3 separate regions of the Mus musculus genome follow, and regions 2 and 3 are each linked to region 1. A link is a contact called in public Hi-C and promoter capture Hi-C data. All regions are on one chromosome and are shown on one strand. The core of a region is the stretch at or near the end of the contact, and the rest is flanking DNA. Distances in the headings are between cores, read along the strand shown. Region 1 holds the start of E130304I02Rik (RIKEN cDNA E130304I02 gene). Region 2 has its middle 17 kb from the start of 1600014C10Rik. Region 3 overlaps Gm30771 (a long non-coding RNA gene).

Region 1 (5,146 bases), core at 840-3,339:
CTCTAATTTTCTGGGTATATACAAAGAGAGAAAGACGATATAAAGAAATCTTCTTTTAGAGTATGCATTTCGTTTTTCCAACTAAGTAAATAAACAAACAAAACCCCACACCAAAACAACAGAAGCGATGGCCAATGAATTTCACACTCTTTCAGACATCTGTTTTAGCCAAAAGAAGGTAGGGTTCCTCTGTTCTCTGAAGTGCCCTGGCTGCATGATCCAGGCGAGTCACTCTTTGTTTTAGCTTCTTCTGGTGTGAAATGTGAGGGGAAAGCTGGATGAACTTTTAGAGATGGAATCACAAACTGCCTATTAAAAGTAACCTAAAAGCTAGTTTTACTTCACATCTTACAAAGGTCAGTTACAATTTATTTAAAATCTTCTCAGCTCAATGTAATAATAGCAACTGAGAGAAAAACTGGAGTATAAATACAGAAGTATACTGGTTTCATAGTATAGAGTGTCTTACCTGCACCTAGCCTGGGACAATATTTTGACTTTGCAGCTACAATTAAAACACAGTCGTAGCTAACATCAAGTAGTGTTCAGCTTCATTGTAATTTATGAAACACACATGCCAAACATAGCGCTGAAGACCACCTGTCCTGGAGCTGCAAACCCAGAATTAGGCCTGCGTCCATTTCCTGTAATATTCCTGTAATTCCTGGTGGCCAAGCCCTTCTTTGGACACAAAGTGTCAAGGAACACCTCTGAGGCTCACAGACGTGAAACAGTGCCTGGCTTCAGAACTCAAACCACGCTTTCCCTAGTATACCGATTTCCCTTTCCATGCTCAAGGTGAGCATGATCAAGTAACAGCACCGGATGGATGCTAGGCAGCAGCAAACAGCTTCGTTTGCTCAGAGTTCTGTGGGTCCAGTCACAGTGGTGGCGGTTTATAAATAAGGCATCTCAGTGAGATGTAAGTGACTTACCCAAGGTTACATGGCTGTTAGTGGCAGAGCCAGTGTCTTTCCAATCAATTTCTGAAACAGATAGTCTCCTGGATCGATATTCACAATCCAGCTGTGGCCAAGAAGGAAATAAACACCATCAAACACGTCTCTCCATTGGCGGGCGAAACACAGTAACTTATTTCGGCAGTGAAGAAACTTCCAATACTTAACATTGAAAAGAAATTTCGGAAAGCTGTTCATGCAATGTAATTGTGTGAGGCAAATTTACATAATTTACTTAACAAGTAGAGGATTTTGCAGAAGCTAAAACAAATCAGCCTGGAAAACTTCTAACAATTGTATATTTTAAACCTCCCCCTCCATGTAAGTAATTCACTCAGCAAACTACTGCTTTTACTGACATAATTTTCTAACCAATATGGAATAATAAATGACATATTGCTATTCTAACTTTAACCGAAATTACAGCCTAAGGGGTGATTATGTAAATTAGTCAAACACAGTGGGCAGAAGAGTACCATGAAAAGATGCGACAACGTGGCTTGACCTATATATTCTCCAAAGCAGTTTCCTGCCCTGGTCCTCCTTTTTTTTTTTGGCTACTGTTTTCCTATTGTTGCTTTAAAGTAGGCTTATTCGGTTCCCTTAGAAAGTAACTTAGCGATTACAGTTAAGTAAAATTAGTACACCGCTAGGGCATCCTCCGAGTTTCCAGAGTTACCATGGTAAAGGAATGAAGGGTCAAACTTTCTCTTTTTAATCAATATAGCAATCCATACACAGAATCAGACCAGTAGAGTAGAAAGTACAAACTCAGACAGAAAAGGGGGTAAATCCAGTAATTGCCTTGGGCCATGTAGACTGAAAGCAAATTCCTGTCCACTGTCAGCAACCTTTGGTGGGGGTGGCTGCCTGGACCTAATTAATCACCCAGGCCTCGGACTCCAAACAACGATCGGGATGCCCCAGGTCTGGAAAGGTGGGCACTTTCACCAATGGTCTCAGCGATCTCTGGAAAGATCAGTCAATCCCAGAGGATGTGTACGTGTGGGAGGCCACGATTGCTATTTTTCGTTTGCGCTGGCATTTCCTACACCACGCAGTGCTTAAAGGACGGGGGATTAAAGAAACTTAAGCTCCATCCTGGCTGGCCTAAGCGCTTTCACGTCTCCAGAAGGCAAAGGCGCTTCAGCGGGACCTGGGGAGCAACGGGACCCCCACCCCCAGCGGCACGGCGGGCCCGGGGTCTCCACAGGCCCGACAGAGGGACGACAGTACACACAGGGCCCTGGAGCTCAGGCTCGGGTGCGTGGCAGTGCCGCGGGCGTCACCGGCGAGGAGGAAGCGGGCGTCACCAGCGAGGCCGCACATGGCCGGCGGCGCTCAAGCGGAGGGGCGGCCCGGGGCGCGGTACCTGCGGTCGGGCGGCGGGCTGCTGCTCCTGCGAGCCTCCTTTGGCCGGCCGGGACCCCACCGTACCCTCGCCCTCGTCCGCCTCGCTCCCGACTCCTTTCCCTCTCTTTCCCCCTTTTTGCCCCTTCCTCGGCCGTGGCTCCAAGATGGCGGCGCCGAGACAGATCACGTGAGCGGCGAGCCGGTCAGGTGAGCCTGGAGGCGCGCGGCGTGGGCGGGGCTGTGGTGGGGTGGAGCCACCACAGACCACGCCCTCTGGCAGAAAGGGCCTTAAGGCTCTGGGCAGATGCTGTGGCCATCCAGGTCCTGTCAGAGCTGGTGTTGGTCTAGAACTCAGTTGATATCCACTGTGGCCTCAACCTGCTGGGGCATTCTTCATCCCCTCATTTACCCCATCGTTCTTTACATCCTTGTGCTTGTGAATCTGGCTGGACTTTTTTTTTTTTTTTTTTTTTTAAAGTTTATCGAGGGCTGGAGCGATGGCTGGAGTGATGGCTGGAGCGAGGGTTGGAGCGATGGCTCCGTGGTTGCTCTTATAGAGGACACAGGTTTGGTTTCCAGCACTCATACAGTGGCTCACAACCATGTGTAACTCCACTTCCAGGGACTCAGAAGCTCTGGCCTTCTTCTGACCTCCACAGACTCCAGACACACACATGGTGCTCAGGTATACAGATAAGTAAGCCATTCACACACACAAAATATTATCTACGTATTTATTTATTGTTATTTGTGGAGACTTGTGGTCAGAGGAGAATTTTCAGGAGTCTGTTCTTTCCTTCCATGGTATGGGTTCTGATATTGAACTCAAACCTTCAGACTTGGCAGCGAGTACCTTTACCCATTGAACCACATACCTCCTAGATAAATGCTCTTCCACTGAGCTATTGAGTTTCCTGAAACAACTCATCCTGGCTTCTAATTCCTTATGTAGTTAGCCCAGGCAGACATTTGAAGTTGTGAACCTCCTGCCTCAGCCCTCCAGGGTAGCTTGGGAGAGTAGATGTGTCTCCACCATACCAGGCTCTAATTGGAGCTATTATTTTTTTCAGGCATCGTATGCTGAAAAATGTAGAGGTCCTAACCGTATGTCTGATGAGAGGCAGTGCTGGCTCTGGGTCAAAAATACTTTCTTTTTTTTTTTTATGTTTAAAATTTAAAAAAGCATTTATTGATTCGTGTGTGGAAGACAGAGGACAATTTTCTGGAGTTGGTTCACTTTTTCTCCCGTGTAGGTCCCAAGGGTTGAACTCGGGTTGCAGCTTTGATAGAAAGTTCTTTTACCAACTGAACCTTCTTGCGGTCCTTGAAAGATTTTTCAGGAGTTGTAAGGTCTGACTTGGTGAGCTTGCGGTAATAACTCCGAGCGAGCCGTCATGTTTGTCGTTTGGATCTGTTTCCGTGAAGTATCTGCTCTGCTGTAACAAACCCTGTTGGGTCCTGTGCTAATACCATGAATACAAACTGAGAGAAGCAATCTCACCCAGCTTTCAACCCAAGAATAAGCCGGCAGGTAGGGGCTAGCAGGAATGGCAGAGCCACGAGCTTGGGTCTGGATTCAATGGGTGGGCGTGGCCAGAGGAAGGACTTTAGGGAGGATCGTAGTGATAGCGCCAGGCTGGCCTTGTTAGGTGAGATACCTTTTGGATGTTTCCTGGTATATTTAGAACCCACTTCAAGCAGGTTGGGTTTTGAGTCGTCAAAATACATACGAAAAAGTAATGGTTTAGGTACGGCAGCCATCTTATTTGCTGTGTCTCTGGATAAAAGTTTACCAGCTGGGGGGTTACAGAGATGACTGAATGGTTAAGAGTGGATTCTGCTCTTGCAGAAGACGTATTGGTTCTCAGCACCCATGCCAGGCAGCTCACACCCCCTCAGCTCATGGATGGGCTTCTTCTCGCTACAGATGACGCAGATATAGACCAGATTAGACCAGACTAGAGATAGATAAAGCCAGGTTTATTAGATGCCGTTCTCAGGTGGGATCCACGGGTCGGGTCGCAAAGAACCGGGCGGGGCAAATCGTGCATCCGGACTAGGGTGAGGTAGTTTTATAGACTGTAGGCGAAGGGTGATGATATGTCAGCAGTAAGCTGGGTTTGTGCCCAAGAGCTGAGCGTACTGGGGACTGAGGGGACTGGGGTGGCTGGCAGCATCAGAGGAGGAGGTTGCAACAGCCTGGGCACTTGGAGCCCTTCCTTTGTTTGTGGGTGGGGTTGCGAGGAAGGAGGGCAGATGGGGTTTCCTAGCTTGTGCAAGGGTAAGCAGGGGTCCATCCTAACACTCCCAATCAGTCGTCTCTCCAGCTCCGGGGGTCAGGGGGGAGTGAGGTGTGTGGGGGAGGTCTGGCATCTCTGGATTCCATGAGTGTCAGCATTCATTTTCACATACCCGCCCTGCCCCACCCCACAAATAAAAGCAAATCTTTGAAAACAGGTCACCAGCCTTTGGGTGTTGGAAAACCAGCAGAGTTAGAATTCTCTCTGGTGGCTCACAGACTCCTTCACCATTTGGGCCAAATAGTGAAGAAATGAAAATCAAGGGCTGAGGGATTCTTTTCAGTTACAAGTTAGAGGCGAAGTATGGGGGAAGGAGGAATTAGCATGGAAGGCTAGAAGGAGAAAGACATTAGGGTTAGCCCCAGATAGGAAAGCATGAAAGGAGGAACCAGGATCAAATCTGACAATGTTTTCCCTTCCCCTTGTTGTATGTGAAAGTGTGCTGAACAACCCGCGGGTAGCAAGCCAGTAAGCAGCACTCCTCCATGGCCTCTGATTTAGCTATTGTCCTTGCTTCCCTGGTGATAATGCTGT
Region 2 (5,146 bases), core at 1,232-3,731, 2.4 Mb after region 1:
GGCATATATCCAGAAGATGTCCCAACCGGTAAGAAGGACACATGCTCCACTATGTTCATAGCAGCCTTATTTATAATAACCAGAAGCTGGAAAGAACCCAGATGCCCCTCAACAGAGGAATGGATACAGAAAATGTGGTACATTTACACAATGGAGTACTACTCAGCTATAAAAAAGAATGAATTTATGAAATTCCTAGCCAAATGGATGGACCTGGAGGGCATCATCCTGAGTGGGGTAACACATTCACAAAGGAACTCACACAATATGTACTCACTGATAAGTGGATATTAGCCCAAAACCTAGGATACCCAAGATATAGGATACAATTTGCTAAACACATGAAACTCAAGAAGAATGAAGACTGAAGTGTGGACACTATGCCCCTCCTTAGAATTGGGAACAAAACACCCATGGAAGGAGTTACAGAGACAAAGTTTAGAGCTGAGACGAAAGGATGGACCATGTAGAGACTGCCATATCCAGGGATCCACCCCATAATCAGCTTCCAAACGCTGACACCATTGCATACACTAGCAAGATTTTATAGAAAGGACCCAGAGGTAGCTGTCTCTGTGAGACTATGCCGGGGCCTAGCAAACACAGAGTGGATGCTCACAGTCAGCTATTGGATGGATCACAGGGCCCCCAATGGAGGAGCTAGAGAAAGTACCCAAGGAGCTAAAGGGATCTGCAACCCTATAGGTGGAACAACATTATGAACTAACCAGTACCCCGGAGCTCTTGACTCTAGCTGCATATGTATCAAAAGATGGCCTAGTCGGCCATCACTGGAAAGAGAGGCCCATTGGACTTGCAAACTTTATATGCCCCAGTACAGGGGAACGCCAGGGCAAAAAAGGGGGGGGTGTGGGTGGGTAGGGGAGTGGGGGGGGGGAGGGTATGGGGGACTTTTGGGATAGCATTGGAAATGTAATTGAGGAAAATATGTAATAAAAAGATATATATATATAAAAAAAGGGGGAGCCAGGATGTGACCAGTAAGAGGAAGCAGTCTGGATTCGCTCGGAACCAGCCACTGTAGATGGTTTCGTCCTGGGGTTAGCTCTGGGGGGTTGGCCTTGGCTTAACGGGTTTGATTTTGTTTAGATTGGAGTTATTTTTGAGATAGGGTTTCATTGTGTAGTTAAAGGCTTGTCTCGAACTACTATCCTTCTGCTTCGGCCACCTATGTTCTAAGATTACAGGCATGCCCACCTTCAACTCTGTATTTTAGAACAATTCTTAGAAACTATTCATCTCCTTTTATTTGTAACTGATTTTTCTTGCTGAAAACTTAGAAAAGTCCAGAGAACTGTACTCCGTCTGCCTCTGTAGCATGCACCACCAACTTCATATTTCTTTTTAAAATGTATGTATGTATTTGTGTGTGTGTGGGTGTTAGGCTTACATGTATGTCAGTGTACTACAGGTGTGCCTAATGTCCACATGGGCGGGAAGAGGGCGTCAGATCCCCTGGAACTGGATTTACAGCCAGGTGTGAACCACCATGTGTCTTCAGTCCTTGAGGCTGGAGAGATATAGCCCAGTGGTTAATTCCCAGCAACCATATGGTGGCTCACAACCATCTGTAAAAGGATCTGATGCCCTCTTCTACTGTGTCTGGAAACAGTTGCAGTGTACACATATAATTAAAATAAATCTTAAAAAAAAAAGAAAAATTATTCTAAACTTCTTGGAAACCCTGGCAATGGTTACACAATATCCTTTATACTACAGCATTTGGGATTGTGCAAGGGTGGCCTTTTAGGCAAGTTCCTGTCATCCAAGCGCTGCAGGAACAAGCTTGTGTATCTTCGAAATTTGGATTGTGATAGAATCTTTGGACTATGACAGATACCTCCAGAGCGAAATAGCTGGATTTAAAAGTATGTGTTGTTCAATCAAAATCTCTCATGAATTTACCCTCCAAGTTTTGGCGTGCTGGTCTCGTGTCCTCTCTATTAAACTCTGCTGTTTAATCTAGGTCCAGGCCTCCCTGAGAAGGGACTCCCTACAGGGCTGTGTCTCCACTAGTAGCTGGTAGCAGCAGGTGGCAGGGCACACACGGTGGTGTGACACACACCTGCTCCCGCTGGGAAGGAAGCAGAGGGGAGTAAGCTAAGACCGGGACCCGGTAATTATAAAAAAGCAGCCATCTGCTCCGAGGCCGGTTATTAACCTGCGTCGGGTGCTGACGTGACAGCGCCAGCGAGATTTTTTTTTTCCCCCACAGGCAGATGGTGTATTTTCAGCCAGATTTGACTTTGACTCTGTGTTTGGAGATGCAGCCGGGGCCTGGAAGGAAGGGGGCGGGAGGGCTGCAGGGCGAAGGAACTATGACTAAGGATGCAGGGCAGAGGTCCCATAGCCAAGGATGTAGGAGTAAGACCCCATGGCCAAGGAAGGATGCAGGAGGCTAGGGCTGGAGGCGACCATTCAGCGACGATTATGAGGCGCCATCTAGCGGCGAACTGCGCACTCGCTGTTCTGCTCTGCAGCTCGGGCCGCAGCGCCCTCTACTGATCAGCATGCAAAGCCCAGGATGCCGCCACAGCGGGGGTTTGGTTTATGAGCTAGGGTGCAAAGGGTTTGAGCACTTCCTGAGGTTTTAAGACGCCATGAGTAGAAAGAACATAGGCTGGATCTCCTGCTGCAGCCTTTTTTTTTTTTTTTTCCATACAAAACTGGATGTTTCTTCATTCCGAGCAATCAACATATGGTAATTAAGAAATACCAGGATTCATCTCATTCTGGGTCTGTCTGGTGTCTACAGTTTGTTGGGAGGGAGGAGATAAGTGGCTTCATTAGCCGGGAAAGGCTTCGGAGGCCATTAAGATAATGGTGGCTTAGAAGGCTGAGTTCTGCCCTGGCTAGCTGAATCACAGCCTTGGGGTTAGTTCTGGCTATCCCAGTCTTGGCAGATGAAGGGTTTCCACCAAGGGTGTTTTTCTGTTGTTGATGTGATAGCCATTCACTTTATTATTTTAGACTTTTAAATTTTTTATCAAGGTTTTAAGACTTTATTTTTTATGTGCATTAGTATTTTGCTCACATTGCATGTCTGATTCTTGTGCATTCTGGAACTGGAGTTATGCACGGTTATAAGTCGCCCTGTGGGTGCTAGAAATTGAACCTAGATCCTTTGTAAAAAAAAACAACTGCTGAGCCATCTCTCCAGCTGCCTTAATTTTTACTTAAAAACAGAAAATTAGATTTAGTTTTTTTGGGAGTGGTGGCAATGATTTCTGAATTTGAAGCCAGCCTGGTCTACATTAGCAAATTCCAGGCCAGCCAGGGATATATGATAAGGTCCTGTAACAAATGTAATAATACAATATAACATCAATGTACATATTTAAAGTTTTATTTTAGTTTTTATTTATTTATGTCTGTGCACGTAAGTACAGGTGCCCTCAGGAAGGCCAGATGAGAGGGGGTCAAATGGAGCTGGAGTTACAGATGGTTTGAGCTACCATTTGGGTGCTAAGAATTGAACCTGGGTCTTCTGGAGGAGCAGCCAGTGCTCTTTAATCTCAGTGGGATTTCTCCAGCCCCGTGACAGACTGACTGAGACAGGGTCTCATTATGTAATCCTGGTTGTCTTGGAGCTCATTATGTAATCCAAGCTGGCCTTGAACTCTCAACAGTACCCCTTCCTCTGCCTCCGATATGCTGGGACTAACAGCGTGGACTACCATTCCCAGCATAATTGCACTCTTTGAAAAAGAGTAGTAGCCGGGTGTGGTGGCACACGCCTTTAATCCCAGCACTTGGGAGGCAGAGGCAGGCGGATTTCTGAGTTTGAGGCCAGCTTGGTCTACAGAGTGAGTTCCAGGACAGCCAGGGCTATACAGAGAAACCCTGCCTCGAAAAAAAAAAAGAAAAAGAAAAGAAAAAGAGTACTGAGTGTTGAGTCTCAATGGGCAAAGGCGCTTGCGGCTATGACCTGTGTTTGATCTCTGGAAGCCACAGGGTAGAAAGAAAGAACTGACTTCTGCCAATTGTCCTCTGACCTCTCCGCACATTGTGGTATAAGAGTGCATGCACACACAGCATCACACAACCACACATGCACACATTAGCTAAATTAATCCATTAGTTAATTAATTAAAGAAGAGCCCAGTGTGTTCATGCAAATCTGTGATCCCAGCACACTCAGGAGGCTAAGGCAAAAGGATTATGAATTTCAGGCCAACCTGAGTCCCTGGTTTTCTATCTCCAAAACCATGAAAAACTAGGGCTGGTGAGGTAATAAAGCCGGGAAAAAAAAGGCACTGCCACCTGACAGCCTGAGCTTGATCCTTAGGACCTACATGGTGGAAGGAGAGAATGGACTCGCACAAGTTATCCTCTGACTCACACACACACACACACACACACTGGACATAACTTTTAAAACATAAGAAACAGGGACTCTGAAGAGAGTTCAGACCTTAGCACCAGAGACAGACAATATGGTGTGAGTCTCTGAAGAGATCAGAGCCCCAGGGGCAGAGGAGGGAGAAATAGCTCTCAGAGGACAGGGTTCCGAAATAAGAGACTACACCGAGCAAGCTCTGCAGTTCTGACAGTGGGTAGGGAAGGAAGGGGTGGAGAGCACGATGTGTTGCTTTGATAGAAATTCACTTCTCAGGTGAGAGATCCTAGCCCTGGGGAGTCTGTCAGCCAGGGACCCACAGACCTGCATCAGCCTGTGGACATCGGGAAGGAGGGCTGCTGCAGACACTGTGGTCTGAGCAGAGGCTGGGTTCTAGCAATACATTCTTGGCTTTGTTTGGTTTTTGTTGTGGTGTGTGTGTGTGTGTTTGTTTGTTTTGAGACAGGATTTCTCTGTGTAGCCCTGGCTGTCTTGGAACTTGCTCTGTAGACCAAGCTGGCTTCAAACTCAGAAATCCCCTGCCTCAGCCTAGAGTGCTGGGATTAAAGGCGTGCACCACCATGCCTGGCTAACATCCGTTCTTAAACCACTCTCTTCTCAACTCTGGCTCCTGTTTTGCCTTCTGTCTTCTCGCTCTGCTTCTTGCTTCAGAAAGGAGAGGGAAGGGATCAGAAGTGAATGCCCACTACTTAATCTGCATCCACATCACCTGACCTAGCTCACTAACAACAGAGTCCCCTTCCCTGGGAATGAGACTCAGTCCCT
Region 3 (5,146 bases), core at 1,966-4,465, 2.3 Mb after region 1:
CACATAGCAAACATCACATTATAAATGTATACAATTTATTTGCCAGTTGCCCCCCCCCAAAAAAAAACCAATCAGAGGAGGGAGTCAGATACTCTCCACACTCTCCAGAATGTCCAACATCTTATCACAACATGGGGAAAAAATTTAAACTGCCTGACCTAGGGAAACATAGCAACTCTAGAGAAAAGAAATCAATCCAAATACGATTTAACCTTAGATGATGAACTTAGCCAGTTTTAAAAAAGATTTGTTTTTATTTTGTGTGTATTGAATATTTTGCCTGCATGCCAGGCCAGAAGAGGGTATTAGATACCCTGGAACTTGAGTTAAGGACACTTGTGACCAGGCATAGTGATGCACATCTTTAACCCCAGCACGGCAGAGGCAGGTGGATCTCTGTGAGCTGGAGGTGCTTGTTCTCCGTAGTGAGTTCCAGGACAGTCAGACCTACATAGTGAGACCTTGTCTCGGGGGTGGGAGTGGGGTGGGGTGGGGAAGAATAGAATAGAAAGAGAAACAAAAAAACAAACAAAAAAAGGATGGTTGTGAGCTGCAGGAGATTGAACCCAGGACCTTTGCAAGAGCAGCCAGTGATCTTCACTACTGAGCCATTTCTCCAGACCCTATTGCTATTTTAAAAACATCATGTGGGGCTAGAGAGATGGCTCATCGGTTAACAGCATTGGCTGATCTTCCTGAGGCCCTGAGTTCAATTCCCAACAACCACATAGTAGCTCACAACCATTTATACTGAGATTTGATGCCCTCTTCTGGCATGCAGGTGTACATGTAGATAGAGCATTCATATACATAAAATAAATCTTTTTTAAAATTATGTGTGTTGGGGGGGGGTTGCTAGAGGAGTCCAGAAGAGGTCCAGATCTCCTGGAACTGAAGTTACAGACTATTGTGAGCACCATGTACACCAACCTCCAGCCCTCAAGAGCAAGTGGTGATAACCACTGAGCTCTGTCTTCAGAGCCAGTCATCAAGATTTAAAAGCAATTACAATAGGATGAATATTCCTTATCTGAAATGCTTCGGGCCAGAAATGTTTCTGATTTTTTTTTAATGTGGACCTGTGCTGGGTGGAGATTAGCCAGCTACTAATTTGATGTAGCAACCTTTGATTCTATGAGAGAATTGAGTGCATGATAGATAGATAGATAGATAGATAGATAGATAGATAGATAGATAGATAGATAGATGAGTCTGTCAGTTCATCAGTAAAGGGCTTGCCTTGCAAGAGTGAAGACCTAAGTTTGCACTTCAGAACCCACATTTTAAAATAAATAAGTAAGCAGTAGCCAGACACAGGGGTCCAAGTTTGCACACACTGTTTCAGAGCTGAGATAGGATTTCTAGAGCTTGCTGGCAGCCACACTAGCCTACTTGGCAACTTCTAGGCAAGTGAGTCACTCTGTCCTGAGGAACACCACAGGAAATAGTCCTCTGAAACACACACACACACACACACACACACACACACACACACCTGCACACAAAAGTGAACAAACACACCTCCATCTGCATATTCAGTTGCATATAAACACATCTACATCTGCACAGGAGCATACACACAAACCAGTACTTGCATACACAGCTACATAAACACACACACACACACCTGCATGGGAACACGCAGGTGTATACATACCATACACACCATCCCATAGAAAATTTCCATAGAAAATTCCAAATTATGTTTTTCCCTAGACAATAGAGCATAATATATAATATATATTATGGCATTAAGTATGATACTCTAGAGACACAGAGCGCTATATACAGGTTATAAGCAGATACTACATTATCCTCTGTAAAGGTTTAGTATCCTCAGTTTTGATAATTTTGGTGGTCTTGGAACCAAGAGGGAGAGCCAAAGACACCTTTGTCTTTTTTCCTGTCTTTCTTTTAATGAAGAGGTTTGGATTTCTCCCTACAGATAATTAATGCAATCATTTAGAAATGTTAGCTAGACTTGAGGAAAGACAAACAGGATGGCAGATCTTCTAAAAATCCAAACAGATACAGTGTGAGGCTCTTTTGGAGTCACAGACATGAGTGTAGCAGACAATGAAGGGAGGGGAGATCCTTTCTTTTCCCCCTCAAGACAAGAATTCTCAGTGTAGCCCTGGATGTCCTGGAACAAGCTCTGTAGACCAGGCTGGCCTTGAATTTAGAGATCTGGCCACCTCTGTTTCCCGAATGCTCCCTGGTTAGGAAGGGAGATTACAAGGCATTTAAATTTCAGTCATCAAGACTAATTGTCTTTGTCTGAGGCCTAACCTCCTGAGAAGGTGGATTGCAGTGCTAAGCACTGCAGAAATGGGGTGTGACACAAAGTTCAGAGAAAAAAGGGGCTCACTCCATATATGTTGGCTTAAAAGGGTTTGTGATACATCTAGGAGGAAGTCTGCTAGTGGTGAGGGATAAAGCACGATCTCGGAGTCTGCTTAGGGTTTACGGAAGCTGGGTTTGACTGTAAATATCAGCTATTTGGGACGCTGAGGCAGAAGGATCACAAATTCTAGGCCAGCCTGGGCCTAACAGAGGTACTTCAGGGCTAGCCTGGGTCTACGAAGAGACTTCAAGGCAGGCCTGGGCAAACTTGGTTTCTAAAAAGAAAAAGTAAAAATGGCAGCAGGCAGGCAGGCACGGTACTGAAGCAATTTTCCACTTGTGTCATCATGTAGGTGCTGAAATTCTTTGGACCCAGTGGGGTGGCGGTACGGTACAAGGACAGTTCGCTTCAGGGCTAGGTTCAATCCCTAGTATGAGAGAGAAAGAAGAGGGTGGGAAGTAACGGAGGAGAGAGATGGAAGAGAGGGAGAGAGGAAAAAGAGAAGGTGTAATGAGCTTCAATGGTATGACTGGTAAGGTATCAAAGACAAACAGGATGCCACAACAGGCCTGCACCGAACCAATCCAGAAGAAAGGGAGAAATAGCAGGAGGGCAAGGGAAGAGAATCCTGGAGAGCCCGTCTTTGCCCAAAACGCAGTGAAATGTGGGCGTCAATGTGTCCTTCTTAGTTCTACCTGGTTCAGCCTACACAGGGGCAGGACTAGGAACGTGGCGAAAGCAGGTCTGAAAGCTGTACAGCTTGGTGTGCCTGCGCATGCGCCGGACCCCAGCGCCACCGCCCAGCTCTCTTCAGCCCCGCCCACGCGACGCCCTGCCTAGAGCCTGCGCTCACACTTGGCCCCGCCCGTGACCGTCCAGTCCCGCCCCCCTCGCGGTGCGCGAGGAAGCCACGAGGAGGCCCAAAGTCCCGCCTACCCAGAGATCCACCTACGCTTTGGCTCTGTTACAGAGGCGCTTTGCGTTAGCTCGACGCCGCGCAGCCGCAGAGGACATGGGGCGGGGACAGGGGCGGGGTCGGATCGGAGGCGGAGGCTGGGTGGGCGGGCCCTGGAGTCACGTGTGTAAACACGCCGCACGTGGAGCTCAGCCTGAGCCAGAAGGGCGGGGCTGCGGGTTCCGAAGGAGGAGGCGGGTAAGGTGCGCGCGCGCGCGCGCATGGAGGTCTTGGGCGGCGCGGGACTGGGGCGGCCTGGTTCTGTCCCCAACTTCAGTTTCTTTATCCCGCTGCATTGGTGAGAGCTGTGACCAAGGCAGGCCCAGCCCTAGGGGACGAAACCCCCCTACATAATAACCCCACTACGTGCGCGCTCTCCCATTTCACAGATGAAGTAAAGAAACTTGCTCCAAGCCACGTGGCTGGAAAGTGGCGCCACCAAGATCTGCCCTGGACAGCAGGGCTCCTGGGCCTTGCTTTGTGGCTTGCGTGGCAAGAGGTTCTGGGCTCCGACTCCTACGTTCTGCCCTTGCCCTAAGGGCTACATTTGGTCTGGCTAACATGGCGAGGCCTATTGCTCCGTGCACAATGAGGTGACAGGGGTGCCTGCTCCCCCAGCTAGCAGTCTAGAGACGGGCGCAGGCCAAACCGTCGACCATGGTTTCCGTCTGGGTGTGGCTGGAACACTGCGGTGGGGTCCGGACACCTGAGCCTGCATCACTGCTCCTTACACAGCTCCTCCTCCATTTCTTTGCCCCTTTCTTCTCCCCGAGCCGCACAGAGCCCCTTTCAGAGGCGACGCCCAGTGCAGCGGGTTCCTACCCTTCTGCCCCAAAGGGCCTCCTTTCCTCTCCTCCTCGTCCTCCTCCTCTCCCATCTGTGCCGCGTGACCGGGGGGAGGCGCCGTACCGGGCGCAGTCCAGGCGTGGGGCCCAGCCAAGCTGTCATCCCGGACTGGCGGGCCCGAGGAGGCCTAAAAGGGGGGACCCGAGTGCTTGGGACTGGTAGGAAGCGTGCTCCAGGCAGAAAGGCTGAGCTGCCAGCAGTCCCGGAGAGGAATGCGCGCCCTCTTCAGGCTTAAGCGGCTAGGTCCTGCGGCCCTGAAAACCCATACCTGGGCCCCTCCCAATTTTGGGTTTGAGGGTTCAGGAGCTTGTTAATGGGACATTCCATTAATCTAAGGCTAAGGCTCCGAGGCAGCTCAATGTAGCTGTAGGCCCTGAAGCCAGGCTCAGTGTCTGACCTTGGGCAAATTGCTGAGCCTCCGTTTTGTTCAGTTTCTCCAGATTCATTTACCAACATTCCAGCCTCAATATGTCCCTCTGAGATGATGCTTTTGTTTTTAATCTCCCCATGCCCTCTAACTAGTGCCCTTGCACATTCAACCACGTGTGTTGTGCCCGTGCTTCCCAGAACAGCCATGGGGTTTTGGGCTCACTCCGTGTGGTTTGCTCCGTGGTGCACAAAGGCTTTCTGTAGAGAATTTGGAGTTTTGGCTAGGGAAGACCCTCCTTCGGACTGCCTCTTTACTCTGAGTGAAGTTGAGGAAAAGGTATATGGAAGCCAAAACACTGGGAGCCCTAGGACACAGCGGAAAGGAAGAATTAACAGAACCCTGCTGAGTTGTGCCCAACCCCGAGGCTATGGGGGTAGGCCTGCTTCTCCAAGCCAGTCACTGAAACTGCGTAATGGAGCTAGCAACTTCTGGGGAGTGGGTGACCATGGCTTCCCAGTTACAGCTAGAGTCCTGCTGTGAAATGCAGGATGCCGCTGTTCAGCAGCTCACCTCTGTTGTTGTTCAGGCCTTAACCAGGTTCTGTGCTATTTCTGTATCTGCTGCTTTTGCC

Evidence for each region. Promoter capture Hi-C pulls out the DNA fragments that hold promoters and counts their contacts. A called contact is a pair of places that touch in the nucleus more often than the background predicts.
Region 2: a promoter capture Hi-C map of liver shows a contact between it and region 1, with 4 times the contacts expected there. The contact joins the enhancer-like site here to the promoter of E130304I02Rik in region 1. A contact is called at or near these places in 4 of 39 promoter capture datasets (hippocampal neurons, liver, maxillary cranial neural crest and 1 more), 1 of 484 Hi-C or Micro-C datasets (B cells), 2 of 115 datasets of contacts at active chromatin or transcription factors (double positive thymocytes and embryonic forebrain) and 1 of 9 other capture datasets (adipose tissue).
Region 3: a contact with region 1 is called in a Hi-C map of B cells, with 7 read pairs. The contact joins the enhancer-like site here to the promoter of E130304I02Rik in region 1. A contact is called at or near these places in 9 of 39 promoter capture datasets (the 3T3-L1 cell line, 3T3-L1-derived adipocytes, the C10 cell line and 5 more), 1 of 484 Hi-C or Micro-C datasets (B cells), 4 of 115 datasets of contacts at active chromatin or transcription factors (astrocytes, embryonic forebrain, fibro-adipogenic progenitors and 1 more) and 1 of 9 other capture datasets (adipose tissue).

The regions. Positions count from the first base shown.
Region 1 is chr7:35,800,503-35,805,648 of GRCm38.p6, forward strand. E130304I02Rik (RIKEN cDNA E130304I02 gene) reads left to right here and starts at 2,090. Exons shown (of 3, transcript NR_033567.1): 1 at 2,090-2,519. Zfp507 (zinc finger protein 507) reads right to left here and starts at 2,487. Exons shown (of 7, transcript NM_177739.3): 1 at 2,332-2,487; 2 at 936-1,026.
Region 2 is chr7:38,198,645-38,203,790 of GRCm38.p6, forward strand. No RefSeq gene overlaps it. Among named protein-coding and RNA genes, the nearest start is that of 1600014C10Rik, 17 kb to the left of the region's middle. Within about 2 kb of position 2,482, at least 101 of the 459 cell types and tissues checked have an H3K27ac peak or open chromatin away from gene starts, as enhancers often do. A contact at or near this core is called in B cells, adipose tissue, embryonic forebrain and 2 more, where this site is marked.
Region 3 is chr7:38,081,781-38,086,926 of GRCm38.p6, forward strand. The region is part of intron 3 of Gm30771 (a long non-coding RNA gene); the gene reads left to right. Among named protein-coding and RNA genes, the nearest start is that of Gm30684, 22 kb to the left of the region's middle. Within about 2 kb of position 3,216, at least 164 of the 459 cell types and tissues checked have an H3K27ac peak or open chromatin away from gene starts, as enhancers often do. A contact at or near this core is called in B cells, forebrain and hippocampal neurons, where this site is marked.